3 separate regions of the Mus musculus genome follow, and regions 2 and 3 are each linked to region 1. Evidence: chromatin contacts called from public promoter capture Hi-C data. All regions are on one chromosome and are shown on one strand. The core of a region is the stretch at or near the end of the contact, and the rest is flanking DNA. Distances in the headings are between cores, read along the strand shown.

What was found. Promoter capture Hi-C pulls out the DNA fragments that hold promoters and counts their contacts.
Region 2: a contact with region 1 is called in a promoter capture Hi-C map of pre-B cells, with 3 times the contacts expected there. The contact joins the promoter of Hsd17b12 here to the promoter of Phf21a in region 1. A contact is called at or near these places in 2 of 39 promoter capture datasets (cranial neural crest and pre-B cells) and 1 of 484 Hi-C or Micro-C datasets (B cells).
Region 3: a promoter capture Hi-C map of pre-B cells shows a contact between it and region 1, with 4 times the contacts expected there. The contact joins the promoter of Ndufs3 here to the promoter of Phf21a in region 1. A contact is called at or near these places in 1 of 39 promoter capture datasets (pre-B cells) and 1 of 9 other capture datasets (macrophages).

Annotation. Positions count from the first base shown.
Region 1 is chr2:92,181,330-92,186,370 of GRCm38.p6, reverse strand. It overlaps Phf21a (PHD finger protein 21A), which reads right to left and starts at 2,189. Exons shown (of 19, transcript NM_001362829.1): 1 at 2,019-2,189.
Region 2 is chr2:94,155,803-94,160,843 of GRCm38.p6, reverse strand. It overlaps Hsd17b12 (hydroxysteroid (17-beta) dehydrogenase 12), which reads left to right and starts at 2,935. Exons shown (of 11, transcript NM_019657.4): 1 at 2,935-3,134. The coding sequence starts at 2,975. Gm39885 (a long non-coding RNA gene) reads right to left here and starts at 2,680. Exons shown (of 3, transcript XR_866573.3): 1 at 1,402-2,680; 2 at 952-1,043. Mir670hg (a long non-coding RNA gene) reads left to right here. Exons shown (of 8, transcript XR_003953878.1): 8 at 1-208.
Region 3 is chr2:90,902,289-90,907,329 of GRCm38.p6, reverse strand. Ndufs3 (NADH:ubiquinone oxidoreductase core subunit S3) reads left to right here and starts at 2,609. Exons shown (of 7, transcript NM_026688.3): 1 at 2,609-2,746; 2 at 2,842-2,907; 3 at 4,386-4,483; 4 at 4,818-4,967. The coding sequence starts at 2,683. It overlaps Kbtbd4 (kelch repeat and BTB (POZ) domain containing 4), which reads right to left and starts at 2,590. Exons shown (of 4, transcript NM_025991.4): 1 at 2,421-2,590; 2 at 1,047-1,664. The coding sequence starts at 1,635.

The sequences.
Region 1 (5,041 bases), core at 940-3,439:
CTCCTGAGCAGGCCTGCCTTCAGTAAAACTACAGATGATGGTGACGGCCTCTCTAAAAGGTGATACCCACCCTCTCCGTGCCCCCAAAGAGCCACCAGAAAGAATGCCTGCCAAAAGGCTCCCTGGAGTACAGGACAACTTTAAAGAAAAAAGGGAGGAAAAACAACAACCAAAAACCTTCAACCAGCCCAAATGAATCTGATTCTAACACTCAGCTATCAATTATTAATAAATAAATGCCCTTCCCTCTCTAACTTCCTCAGCTCAAGACTCTACATTCCTGATTATCTACCATTAAGAAAAAGCATAACGAGCATCCCAGCCATGGGATAAAATCTTAGAAGTCCAAAAACACAGCCATAAAGTTCACTGTCAAGGCCAGTGCTGAGGCCCACACATGCCGAGACCTTAAAATCACATTTGTGATTCTAGAAATCCATACTCCCGGAAACATCATTTAAAAACAACACAATGTGGACGTGCAGAGGGAGATCCTCTACTTCAAGACCTAAACAAAGAATATTTCAACATATGACCGGAATATGATGACACCGAATTCACCCACGAAAACAAAACCTGTCTACCACTAGCCGTCGTACCCTCATCTCAACAACTCAACTACTTAGAAATCACTCCCGGCACATCTACACCCCACAATCGGCATGTGGCCTCCTCCCGGGGTGCAAGCCACAAGACAAAGTTGAAAGGAGACCTCTCTCGCCCGGTGCCCCAGTGTCCACATCAAACCCCTCCCCTGCCAGGGCCACCTTGCAGCTACCCACCATTGCGAGCGTGGTCAAGGGAGGAAGAGGAGGTAGGAAAAAAAAGAGAGCGAGCGAAGAGAGAGAGAGAAAGAAATCCTAACAGCACCGCTCAGCAGAATAAAGAGAGCAGAGAGAGGATGACGAGAAGTGTTGGGAACTGCGTGCACCGCGGGGCTGGACCAAACGGAAAGAGTCCCACTCCGCGCGCCCCTCCCCCCGCGGCCCGGGGGGGAGGGGCGGCCGCGGCCCCTCTCTGAGGGGCCTGCGAGTCCCCGGCCCGCGCGGGGTCCCGGGGCGGCCGGCCGGCGGCGACGGCGGGAGGGCCGCCCCAGGGTGAGGGGTGCAGGCGGACTCCTCGGAATAACAAGTTGCAGAAGAAGAAGAATAAGCGGAATTTCCCCAACGCTGCTCCGGCCACCCAAGACAAATGCACCAACACACACTCACTCACACACACTCGGGCCCGGCAGCGTCAGCAGCCGCAGCTTTTTTTTTTTTTTTTTAAACCAGATCTCTCAGTCACCAAACAAGATGGTTTTCCCAAAAAAATATTTTTTAAAATTAAATAACCATAATAAAAACTTCCCCCCGACAGCATCCCAGGGGGTGGGGGTGGGGAAGGGGCCCAGGCGGCCATCCCCTGGCCGCAGGCACTCGCGGGGGGCGGCCTCGGCCCGCGCCCCCCGCCCCTGCGGCCCCCCAGCCCGACCCCCCACGGGGACTCTGTGTCGCCCCCTCGCCGCCACCCCCGACGCGCCGCCCCTGTCACCCGCTCTGGCCCTGTACTCAGCGCCCAGGCTCCCGAGGCTGCTCATAAACTTACTTCCAATCTATCCTAGGGAGGGGTGGAGGGCAGAGGGGAGGAAGGGGGGAGACGAGGTATTCCCATTGTCTTTTTTTTTTTCCTGGAGGGGGGGGGGAGAGGAATAGGAAAAGGGCACGCAGGGGGGCGCCCCGAAGGGGAAGTTATTGCTGAAATCTCAAGTTGACTGAGGGGTCCTGACAAGAACACCCCCTTTCCCTCCTCCCTCCCACACACCCCTCCCCTCCCCCTACCTCCCCCCCACAACAAACTCCAAGCAAGCAGCCCCTGCTCCTTCCCAGAGACAAACACCAGAGACAAGACAGAGGGAGAGAGGGAGGGGGGGAAGGGGGAGGGAGGAGAAATAGAGCTACTCAAGAAAAAAAGAGAGAGAGAGAGAGAGAGAGAGAGAGTGAGGAAAAGAGAGAATGGAAAAAGCTGGGATACTGCACCCTCCTGCTGCTGGCTGGCTGTCCCCCCTGGCAGCTGGAGGCAGGAACTCTGAGCAGGAGAAGCAGGAGGAGGAGGAGGAGGGAACTCTTCTTCATGGGGAGGGAGGGAAGAGGCTGGAGCTGCCGCTGCTGCTTCTGCTGCTGCTGCTCTGGGCCTCTCGCACTTTTTAGATATTAGTGTGTTAAGATGGTAGGTTGTTCCCTTCTCCCTCCTCCTCCTCCTCTCCTCTCTCTCACTCACTCACACTCTCTCTCTTTCTCTCTCTCTCTCTCTCTCTCTCTCTCTGGGCTGTTTCTTTCCTCCTCTTCCCCAGGCAAGGGGGGGTGGGGAGGAGGGGGTGGGGGGGAGGAACTGGAGCCTCCTCCTCCTCCAGGAGAGACACACACAGGCCCCGGGCCGGAATGGGGAGGGAGGAATCAGAGCAGCAGGAGAGAAACTGTGGGAGACAAACAAGCCCAACTCTTCATCCTCCTCCTCCTCCTCTCAGCAGCAGCAGCGAGCACCACCAGCCCATTCACCACCCGGCCCCGGGCCGCAGCACCTCCGCCGCCTCAGCCCGGGGATCCCTCCGCCCAGGCCCAGACACACTCGCCCGCGCGGGAGCCCGCCGCGCGGCCCCGCCGGCCCGCCGCCGCCGCCGTGCGCGCCCCCGCCGCTCCCGAGAGCCGGGCGAGAGGGACTGGAGCTGGGGAAGCGGGGACGAGGGAAGAGCGGGCGGGCGGGCGGGGGGCCGGGCGGAGCTGGACCGCGACGGTCCCGGGCCGCCCCGCGCCCCTGCGTGCGAGCCCGTCGCTCGCGGGAGGCGCCGGGGACCCCCACGGGGGCACGGGGCGGCGGCGGGGGCCCGCGGCGGCGCTCGGGCGGGCGGACTACTTGACGTGTCGGTGCGGCGAATTTATTTCACTTTGCCTAAGGAACGGGGTGTGCTGCGGCACCCATTGCCTAGGGAAAAAACCCGGATGTAAAGTGAGTGAAACTAAACTAGAGTGAAGTAGGGCAGCAGCAGCCAAACTCCGGTGCAGCGGCGGCGGCGGCGCTGGGGCCGAGCGGCCGCCAAACTCCCGGCCCGCCGCCGCGTCGCAGCCCCGGCCAGGCCCGAGCCCCGGTCCCCTCCCGCCGTTGAGAGCTGCTGGGGGGCTCCCGAGCAACCCCAACTCCCTCCAGTGCAACAGCAGTTTGCAGGGGTGGGGGTGGAAAGGAGGCAGGAGCGAGGAGGAAGCACTGCAATGGGGGAGCGAGTGGTCCAGGCAACAGGAGAAGATGCAAGCTCAAGTCGAATGCAACATGCAATCCCCGGCCACCCCGCCCCCTTTGCAAATAACTACCCTTGAACCACTTTATTAGCCGTGCCGAGTCCCACTCTAGCTCCGGGGAGGGGCGGGGGACGGGGTCCTTCGCTCACCTTTATTTATTGCTGCTTTCTGCCCCCCTCTCCATGTTTTTTATTCCTAAGTTCTTTTGTTCTAAGGGGGATGATGGCATTTACTTTTCTGCTTTGTGTAGCAGGGCAATCACTGGGAATCGGCCACGTATAATCCGGCGGTTTGTCATATTTTATTAGTGAAAGTATTTTATGCCTAGTCCACCTCCAAGGACTGTAACATGGAGAACTGCAGGGGCGGGGGTTGGGGGGGACGACATCAGAAGAATTCTTGTTTTCAGAGATTTCTTGGCTGAGCGGGGAGGGCCTTTTTTTTTTTTTTTTAATCATTGAGGAGGTTCATTTAAATTATTAAATCGATAGTTTTCAACTTGAAGCTTAATGCTCTTGCACGGGTGAATTGTTGGGTTATAAAATAACCCCCAACCACAATTTTTTTTAAAAGTAAAAAAAAAAAAAAAATCTTAGCTCTTAAAAAAAAAAATCCCATCTGGACAGTGATCTCTGTTCTGAGCTGCACGCTGGACTTAACGTAGTGTTAGCCTTCCTATGTTAAATAACAATAAACCTCAACCTCAACGGAATACAAATGGGGGCTGGGGGTGGTTTTGTTTTTAAGGCTCAGCACTTTTGTAGCATCTGCCACTACGCATTTTCCAGGCATTGATTAACCATGCAACTCCCATAGGCATGAAGTCCAGTTTTTGCAGATAAAGAGCAACAGTAGTAAGATGATTTGCCCAAAGTCAAAGGGAGTCGCTGGCAAGACCAGGGAGAGCCTTAGACTTGATTTGTTACTAGTCACGTCTTTTCCATTAAATAATATTTTCTCCAGGAAATAGTATTTAAAAATAAGCGCACAGTCTTTATCTTACCAGAGGGGCTTTGAGATCACTGGATATGAAGAGGTTTTCTTCTGTGAACTGCAAATTTTAAATTTAGCTTCTCAAGAGAAGGCATTTTTTTTTAAATTCTGATTTCTTAAAAGTAAAAAAAGTGAACTTTATTTTCGTGTATAGGCCATTTAGTAGTAGTTTTAGGTTAAAAAGAATTCACAGCAGAAAGTGTAAGAGTTTGAGAGTAAAACCTGAAAGTCCCTATTAATGATTCAGGAAGCCTGGATGAACTCATACTATGAAATAGCTCAACCTGTACGGCAGTGAGGATAAATAACAGGAGGAGAGTTGGCGCTAAGATTTCAGCACTAGGGGTAACCGATGTATTTAAGATGGGCACGGGGCTCAAACTGTAGTAGTGCACCATTGTAACAGTAATCTAAGGTGTCATTTCAAATCATTCCAAGATGGCAACATTGTTTTTTTCCAGAGGAAAGTGGCCTTAGTGTTCTTTTTGGGAGGAAAAAAAAAGTGTGTATGCACTGGGAGGTTAGAGAGTAGTCATGTTCAACTTGGGTGTAGATGTGTAAGTCCTTACAGAGCAGATCAGCAAACATTTTCTGTAAAAGCCCAGATTGTAAATATCTTAGATTTTAAGTAGGTAAGCCAACCAACAATTTGTTACCTCTTGTTGCTCTAACAAAATCCTTTGCAGACTACATGTAAACAAGTGTGTCTGAATAAGTGTTCTAATAAAGTTTTATTTTACATATTGTCATTTTTAATTGCATATGCTTTTCACGCT
Region 2 (5,041 bases), core at 1,686-4,185, 2.0 Mb before region 1:
TCTTTTATACAGTTTAGTACTCCTGGTTTTGCTGTGCAAATTGAATGTGGATTTGTAGAAATTTGTACCAAAATGTAGAAAAACTGCCAAAGAACTTCAATGGAAATCTTTATGTACTATTACAATGAAATGCTGTTAATTCATGTTGCTTACATTAAAGACTATTTTCAACTTTAAATATTTTAAATAAATGATTCTGAAGTCCCAATGTGGTTGTGTCTGATTCTCTATGTCTCCTATTCCTTCCTTCCTTCCTTCCTTCCTTCCTTCCTTCCTTCCTCTCTTTTCTTTCCCCCTTCCTTTCTTCCTTTCTTTCTTTCTTTCTTTCTTTCTTTCTTTCTTTCTTTCTTTCTTTCTTTCTTTCTTTCTTTCTTTCTTTCTTTCTTCCTTCCTTCCTTCCTTCCTTCCTTCCTTTCTTTCTTTCTTCCTTCATTTCTTTCTTTCTTTTCAAACAAGGTATTACTATATAGACAAGGCTGGCCTTGAACTCACAAAGATTGAATGTCTCTGGCTCCAGAATGATGATATTAAAGTCATGAAACACTATACCCAGCTTCTTATATATTGTTTAAAAGAAATTCTACAGCAACAATTGTTATTTGCCAAGACAGCTTCTGAGAGACTAATAATGAAGCGTTTTCCCATATTCTAGTATAAAAACACTTGAGATTTGCATTAGTTGGCAGTAACAGAGCTAAGAAATCTGTCATGGTATATTTTGTTTGCAGAGTGAACAAGCCTTGTTGTAGAACTGGTTATGAGAATTTAATAGAAAAGAAGGGCAACCCCCAGGTTTTGCATCTCGAAGAAATCATGAGTAGTGAGTGGTTCAGCTAAGGAGATGGGGAAGAAAAAGTAAAGATGTGTCTTAGTGACTGTTCTATTGCCATGAAGAGACAACGTGTTCAAAGCAACTTATAAATGAAAGCATTTAATCAGAGACTTACTTACAGTTTCAGAGGGCAAGTCCATGAACAACATGGCAGGGAACATGGCAGCAGGCAGGCATGAATGACTCTGGAGAAGCAGCAGAGAGCTCACATCTAGTCCACAAGCAAGAGGAAGAGAGAGAGAGCATGCTAAGTTGGAATGGCATGAACTTTTGAAACCTCAAAGCCCACCCCCAATGACACACCTCCTCCAACAAGGGCACACCTCCTAATCCTTCCCTAACTGTTCTATCAACTGCTGACCAAGTCTTCAAACATAGGAGCCTGTGAGTGGCATTGCTGTTCCAGCCACCAGAAGAGGCATATGAGGGCAGGTGTGGAGTTTTATTTTTAAATTTATTAAGCTTGAGTGGAGAATGTAGCTCAGTTGATACACTACTTGACTAGCATGTGTAAAGCTCTGGGTTCAATCCCCAGCACTGAAGTAAGAAAAAAAAATGGTGTCACATACCTGGAATCTCAAACCTTGGGAGGTAGAGGCAGCTTAGGATATTTGACATCCTGTCTCAAAACAAAAACAAACAATAAATGTATTGAGCTTGAGTGGAGATATTGAATGAGCCCCTGGACCTCTAAGTAGAGCCTGAACAGCGACTCCATTTGTTTACTTTATGTCTGTCTCCCTGTCCGCTGAAGTACTTCCATGCTCTTCCAGAGATCAGATTTTTGTGTCCCCTTAAAGCTTCCCTTCAGGGCAGGGGAGATTGCTTGGTGGGTAAAGTATTTGCTGCTCAAGCATAAGGCCTGTTTTCAGAGTCAGGGCCACAGCTTGTGCATCAACAAGTGAGTTTCGGTCACCTGTCCTTCCTAAGTCAGCTAAAACAGTCAAATTAATAGTGCAGAACAGCAGGAAAAGAAAAGAATAAAAAAAGATTTGGGAAAAGTTATAAAGAGACCCAGTACCTTCCACCAAAGCCATGTTTTAGGTTCTGATGTGCAGTTATGGTTTAAGAATGGGCCAGAGTAACATAAATCTAAGCAAGTCAAAGTGTGGTCCAGCCAGCTCACCACTGGCCCCTCATTGCCTCCCCTGTAAGGTGTTCTGGAAGTGTTTGCCCACGTTTTAGGTTTTCTTTTATCCCAGCATGAAGTCCCTTGATGGGGGTGAATCGGTTCCTGTTTTGATTTTATTGTTTTGATTGTCTTACAGTAAAAAGTATAGGACACAAATATCTCTTTAATATCCTCCCACAAAACAAAAATAAAATGATTTTGGTTTTTACTGGACCAGGTCCAATAAAAAAATTTGAGTTTCCCAGAATTGCTCCATAAGCTCTGTTCTTGTAGGATACTTTTCATTCATCTTACAACTGTTAACGCTACTACACAGTAGAGTTTTCTGGAATTCCGAATTATTGGGAACAAGTATAAAGTTCATTGTGGGAGCTAAGGCAGTCATTCAAAAAAATGGAGCGAAAGCGTGCTCTGCAGACAAAGGGGAACCGTAAACCTTCATCTGAAAAGTCTGAGGAATTAACAATCCGAAAGCGGTTATTACTAAGACGTAATCACAAGCACTACTCCAGCTCCTCCCGGACTTCTACTATATTCTTCCCTTTCCGGTTCCATTCCTTCCTGAAATGTGAGCTAAACCCAGTTAGGTATCACTGGCCAATCAGCGCGCAGCCTTCCGCAGTCGTAAGGGCCGCCTCTGCCAATGAGAGATCCCTGCGCTTCGGTGGTGCGAGGTAAAGCTTGTGGGCGGAGCCAAACGTTGAGCGGCTTGTGAGCGAGCCACTGTCTTAATACGGAAATGCGGCTCTGAGCGCGCCGAAGGGGATTGTGGGCGGGGCTACGAAACGAAGGCTAACCAATAGGAGACATAGTACGCTTACAGGAAAGAGAAGTCACCAATAGACACATGGATATGACTATGTAGGCGGGTCTTAGACCTAAAGCGTTCAAAAAATCACGTCTATTCGCTGCGTCTTCGCCGTCACGGCGGCACCGCCTCCTCGTCCCATTCATTCTTTTTTTTTTTTTCCTTCCCCATTCACCGTAGTAGTGAGGCCTAGTCACGAGCCATGGAGTGCGCTCCCCCGGCGGCCGGCTTCCTGTACTGGGTGGGCGCGAGCACCATTGCCTACCTGGCCCTGCGAGCCTCGTACTCGCTCTTCAGGGCCTTCCAGGTGTGGTGCGTGGGCAACGAGGCCTTGGTCGGTCCGCGACTCGGAGAATGGGCAGGTGAGTGGAACCACAAGCCGCGACCACGCTGTGGCCCTTGTTCCCCTGTCGCTCGCGCTCAGCGAGCCCGCTCTGGAGCGCGGAAACTTCTCCAGACCCTGAGCGCACTGGCGGGGTGGGTGATCTGACCTGCTGCTGCCTGGTGGGCACGGAGGAGACCTTTCTTAACTCCCCGGACTTGTCCTGTTGGAGCCCTCCTGGGCAGGCGGCCGGAGTCAGGCGCATTGTCCGCTGTGTCCCTTGCAGTGTTTATTTATTTTTTAAAATAAAGTTTTTCACTTGGCTTGAAAACTGGCCCTGTGCTATGGATGAGAGCATAGGTGAAGATAGGAAGAAGGGTTGCAGGGACAACGATTTCAGAAGTTAGGATCTTGGGAAACTTGATTCTCCAGTTACTTGAATTGGGTTTGTTTCATGTAATTTAACAAGTCCTTTTGGGGAGGGGGGAGGTGGAGGCGGTGTCGGAGGAAATCTTGGTAAATTATTCTGGAGTTTCAATGACTAAGAAGCGCTGTTCTGGGAAAACAAAGTCTTCCTATCGTATTCAGTACTTTTTGCAAGAGTTTGCGGAAAATGTCTTTACAAAAAGTGACCAAAACACGCGAACCTTCTTCTTTTCAGTTGACAGATTTTAAAAATGAGAACGAAGGTCGTATCAGAGAAGTTGAGAAAATCCTAGTTCAGCCCTCTCACCTTTGTTTCTATTTTTTGAGAGAAGGGCTTTAAAACAAACACCCATGTAATCATGATGTATGTGTGGCTCTCTGGTGTTTTGTAACTCACTGTTCACGACTCAAACATTTTATAGAATATTGGGGTGCGGTTGCCTACGGACTAAACACAGGACAGAAATCATGTTACTTTTCAGGTTTGTTCTGTTCATTAAAGAACATTTAAACGACTTAGAAAAGACATGACAGTTAATCTTTTGGGACAACACCCTAATAATAGGAGAAAATATTTCAAGTAGAAATGAGTTTGTGAGCCCCTTTCCTTGATGTGGGGCAAACAGTGATTTTATACAACTTTCCAAAATCACTTTTCATAGTCCCTGGGGGAAAAAGTGCTCGCTGTGATTAAGATTCAGATGATATAATTTCACAATTGACTTGGTCAGTTTCTTTGTTGTCAGCTTGGAAAAAGTTGTTTGTTGGCTTATTTTTATTTTTTTTTAAGTCAATGCAACAGTAATCCCATAGGAAATCAGTTATCCAATAAAATGAAACTTGCAAAGAAAGCCCAGTGTTGCTTTAGCTTTATTATTGTAAATTGTTTGCACAGTCTAAAACGCAGAGTGAAAGTCAAGGGTTTGCCACGTTCAAGGTAGGTTTGGCTCCATCCAGACAAAGGGAAACTGGTAAAAATTAGGAAAGCATTTCTGGCAGATTTAGAAAAGAAATTTGACCTAGAACATTGGGATATGAAAGAGAACTGTGGTGTCATATGGAAGTGAAGTATAGTTGGGGTCAATTGTTTGGGGTTTTGGTTTTTTTTTTTTTTTTTTTTTTTTTTTTTTTAATGCTTAAGCAAAAGAAATGATAAGCAAGATGGCTTAGCAGGTAACGGCACCTGGCCTACACTTGACAGCCTGATTTCCATGCTCAGGATTATCCACAGAGGAGAGACTGACTTCTCTCCACATGAATGCTTTGGTACAGATAGCACCTCCCCAGATAAAACAGCACCCCTCCCCCGAGGAAATGTAAACTAAGTCCTCACTTGTAACTCATAAACATATGTATGTAACCTACATCTTTAAACACTTTCTTACTCTTCAAATTCAGATATTTCAGAACTAGGATTCAGATGAGTTCTTCCTTGGCAGCGGTTGGGTGGGAGTAGCATACTATGTAGAAGACAGACTAGCAGAGGCAGCACCTGGGGTCCCGGTAAGCTGTGGTTAGGCA
Region 3 (5,041 bases), core at 1,360-3,859, 1.3 Mb after region 1:
CACTAAGCAATCTATCCAGTCTCATGAATGGCAATCTTAAAGGGGCTCTTAAGACTTGCACCACAGCTGGCTGTAGTAGAGCATGCCTTTAATCCTAGCATTTGGGAGGCGGAGGTGGAGGTAGGCTTATCTCTGAGTTTAAGGCCAGCCTGGTTTACATAGTGAGTTACATGCAGTCAGGGCTATATAAAGAGACACTGTCTCAAAAAAAGAAAAAAGGACTTGAACCATTTTATTAGACCACCATTATATGTATCTTTATGCACACATAAATATGACGTTAACTTGAAATTGCCCCAGCACTACCATTTTGCAGTGCTGGGACCAAACCCAGAAACTCATATACACCATAGAAACACTACATCACTGAGTCATACTACTAGCCCTGCCTTGCTTTTTAAAAGCAGAGTGGATTGCACAATATGCCATCGTAGTCACCTTTCAGGCTATAGAGTACACATCTAAAGTATAGTTCCACTTCACTGGTTACCTATGGCTATTACCCAAATGTTTCCTATTTTAGATTTTTTTTTTTGGTTTGGTTTGGGTTTTTTTTTTTTTTTTTTTTTTGAGACAGGGTTTTCTGTGTATCTCTGGCTGTCCTAGAACTCATTCTGTAGACCTGGCTGTCCTAGAACTCACAAGAGATCTGCTTGCTTCTGCCTCTGTCTCCCACATGCTGGGATTGAAGGCATGGGCCACCATCCCTAGCTATTTTAGATATACTGATTCATCTTCATCAATTCATTTAAGTCCTGCATACCATCAAGATACAGGGCAGATGAAAACATCAGGCACTTCTTATTTCCTTTTGTGGAAAAGTGATGCAGCTTTTTATTCTTTAGTTACTGTACTGTACTGTCTGACAGTAGCTATGCTGACTCTCAACACCGAACATCAACCTCAATCTAAAATCTACCAGAAAGGGAATTATAATATAAACTAACAACAGTTAGTCACATAAAGTTGGGGTTCTCCTGAGCCAGACCATCTGCTGAACATGACTCTTGCCCAGTTAGGTGTGGTAAGCCCTTTCGTGAGCTTACCTGAGATGATATCAGTGAGTAGATGGTGGGGCAAGTGGAGGAACTCCTCTGTGCTCTGCAGCTGGGCCAGGTGGGTCTTGGCACAGTGCTTGGCAGCAGTGTAGAGCTCGGGGTCACTGTGTCTATCTGCAAGCCACATCACCTGCAGGCAGTTGCCCACCTGTACCGTGCGTGCCAGAAACCGAGAACACTCCTCAAAGAGAGATGTCAGCTGATACATGTCTGACACCTCGTAAATTTCCTGCAGCTCATCAGCTCGAAGTTTCACAGTCCCATGGTATATATAGTCAACTAGGAGCTGGAAAACAGACTCGCTGACATCCTGCAGCACAATCACCCGGTTGTGAGCCTCCTTCAGGTTGGATGTGAACATGGATCGGAAGAAGCAGCTCTGAGCTGACAGGACCAGCCGGTGCAGCTGAAACTCTCGGCCTTCCACTGAAATGGTGACATCAGCAAAGAGCTCCTCCTCTAAACACAGTTTCATGATGCCCTGAGCCACTCGGCCTGAGTGAGACCGGTCTTTGAAAGTATAGTTCACAAAGTAGTTTTCATCCATGGATGCTCCAGGCTCCTCTGGTGACTCCATGGTAGCCAACTTCTCTCTTTGCCAACTATCTGCAAAGCAATATCACCCTAAGTATTTGGGTAATTCACAGACACAGTCCATGAATCCAACTGTCCAAGTCAAGACAGGGAGAAGGGAGACACTGGAGCAAAGTGGGTCCAGAATGGCCTTATTCCTGGTCTTGCCAATGTGGCCTATGCCATTCCTCCAGTTTTCCTGCAGTGGGGCCTCTCCTCCAATGAATTCAATTAAAAGTTCCAACTCTGTTGTTTTTCCTTGAGGTAAAATTGGATATTCCTGATCGTGATGTAACAAAAGACTTGGGACTTAGGTTAGCTCATGAAAAAGACGAAGGAGGAAGCCTATGATCTTAAAACCAAATAATTTGGATATACAACTAATGAGACTCTGGAGAAGCATAATTAGGCCAAACTAAGACATCCAGGTATTGTTGTTACATTCCCTCTTTGCCTGGACATAAGAGTGCAGACCCCCCAATACTGAGGCTTGGGCCTGGACTTCCACTTTTACTCTTTTCTAAGCTGCTGTTTCTTACTTACCTCTCGCTCCAGTGAGTTCTTAAAGAAGCCCTTGAGAGCCCAGCCGTCCCCGGCCGGGGGCACAAGGAAGTCCATAACCCTGTGCAATCTGACCGTGCCACCTGGAGTCGCCTAGGAAACGGTCTCCAAGGAAACCGTCCATCGTCTCCCCCCCCCACCCCGCCCCCCATTAAAAAAGCTTAGCTCAAGAGCCGGCGCGGTGTAGAACTTAGAACCCAGAACGCCCACCCTTTCCCTTTCTCTCACCGGTGCGGTTCGTTGCGTCTTCTTCTCTTCGGCCTCCGCTGTACCGAGATAGGGCTACGTACACCTCACGGTTTCCCCACCTGCGGGTCTTTCTTACCTGCGATACCTCCTTTCATGCCAGGGCTCAGATCCGGAACCTCTGCTTCCCGCCCCGCGTCCGCCCGGAAGAAGAGTCACTGCACATTTCCACTTCCGGTCCGTGCCCTTGGGGCTCCGTGGCCTGCGTGTGTTCTCCGGCTACTTAGTCGGCACACTAAGGAACATGGCGGCGGCTGCAGCCAGGGTCTGGTGTCGTGGGCTCTTGGGGGCCGCTTCCGTAGGCAGGGGTGAGCAAGGAACAGCAGCAGGTTGAGACCACGGGCAGCACGGAGACCTCCCCGAGTCTCACCCGCGCCTTTGTGCCTTTTCTCTCCCTGTGCAGGGGCTGGGCGACCCTCCGTGCTGTGGCAGCACGTAAGAAGGGAGAGCGCGGCGGCTGACAAGCGCCGTGAGTATGTGCGGATGGCGCTTTTTCCCCCAACGTTAGCTGGGGCCTTTCGTTGTTTCTGTCAGATGTTTGTCCTTGCCTTGGAATGTCCTTCCCTCCTGGCAAATCTCTGCTTGTCCTTGGAGATTGCTATGGTCTCCACTTTGCTGTTAGAATCGAGCACTTCCTGTGCCCTAGATATTTGTTCCCTTCTGATCTTGATCGCCTTTTGCTCGTTATCAGGATTTGATTTTTTTTTTTGTCCTCCGATGAAATTGTCTTTGAGCGCAGGTAACAAAAACTTTTGAGACTCAAAGTCCAAAATAATTGTAGCTCACATCAATTTAGTATTTACTAGGCACCTTGGACTTCATAAGAGCCTGATGAGACGCATAACGTTTTACTGTCCATATAGATGTAGATCATGAAGCGGTCCAGATAATTAAATTATTCAGTCACAGTTCCAGTGAACGACAAAGCAGGTCTGTTTCCAAGTGCAGAAAATACTTAATCCTTGATTCTGTGATGTGTGGGTGCTCAAGTACTTGAATGACCCTGTGGTGATTTTATGTTCAGTCAACAGAATCACACTGGGAAATAGAAAGCTTCTTTTCATTCCAGGACATCTATTACACAAAGTGACAGGGGATAGAGTATGGGCAATGAGGTAATCTTTCAGGGTCCTTCAGCCCTGAAGTTCTCTGATTAAGAACTTGGTATAAACAAGTACCAAGAAGGGAAAGAGAAACAGAAGTCTGGTTTCCATCCTTAAAGAGCTCTGAGTCTGAGAGAGGAGCTGCCACTGTTGCATTGTTACCATGAGTACAGGAAGTGAGGAACAGCTGTGGAACAGTGGAGAAAAGAAGCAAAGATTGCCCAACACAGTAACAAGAGTGTATGGACCGAGAAAGAGAAATGGTGTTGCACTCTGAGTTTTTTCTTTTTCTTTTTTTTTAAAGATATTTTTATTTTTTTATGTATGTGAATATACTGCAGCTGTCTTCAGACACAGCAGAGTAGAGAATCGGGTCCCATGTGGTTGCTAGGAATCGAACTCAGGACCTCTGGAAGAGCAGTTAGTGCTCTTAACCACTGAGCCATCTCTCCACTCCCTTCTCCCTGAGTTTTAAACACTTCCTAATTCCTGGAAGGTACTTTACACCTATGCCTCTTAAGATCCTTCAGGGAGGGCTTGGAGAGGTGGCCCAGTGTTTAAGAGCACTGGCTATTCATCCCAGATACAATTCCCAACATGGACATGTCAGTTCAGAACCATCTGTAACTCCAGTCTCAGGGAATCTAACATTCTTTTGGCTTCTGTGAGCATCAGGCATTCATGTGTGCATAGACATATATGCAGGCAAAACACCAAAATAAATAGTAAAAGTAAACTTTTTCTTTTTTAATGAAAATTCTTCAGAAAGACCTGAGAGGTTAGTTAGTTTGTTTGTGTGTGTGTGTGTTTGCTACCTTCTCCCTTCATGCTTTTTCCTTTCCAGCCACTGTCAGACCCCGGAGTGATGTGACCCACAAGCAGCTCTCAGCATTTGGAGAGTATGTGGCTGAAATCTTACCCAAGTATGTCCAACAAGTTCAGGTAATATTCGTTGTCCTTGGGTCTGGGCCAGGAATTCACCATGGCACCTTAAGTCAGTAGTTCTCAACCTGTGGGTCGTGACCCTTCTGGGGTTGCTTATGACCATCAGAAAACACATATGTTTAGGTTATGATTCATAACTGGCAAAATTATAATCATGAAGTAGCAATAAAAATAATGTGGCTGGGGGTCACCACCACCTGAGGAAGTGTGTATTACAGGGTCACCGCATTAGAAAGGCTACAAACCACTGACTTAAGCCAAGTGATCCCTGCAGTGTGCTACGCCCTTAGTAGCTATGTCTTCTCTCCACACCACCTTTCCGTGTCTGCAGGTGTCCTGCCTTGATGAGTTAGAAATCTGTATCCATCCCGATGGAGTCATCCCAACGCTGACTTTTCTCAGGGATCACACCAATGCACAATTCAAATCCTTGGCTGACTTGACGGCAGTGGATGTCCCAACTCGGCAGAACCGTTTTGAGGTCAGTTAACTGTGAGATTTGGTAGAGTACTTGCCCTCCACTCACAATGCTCTAGGTTGATCCCCAGCACTGCA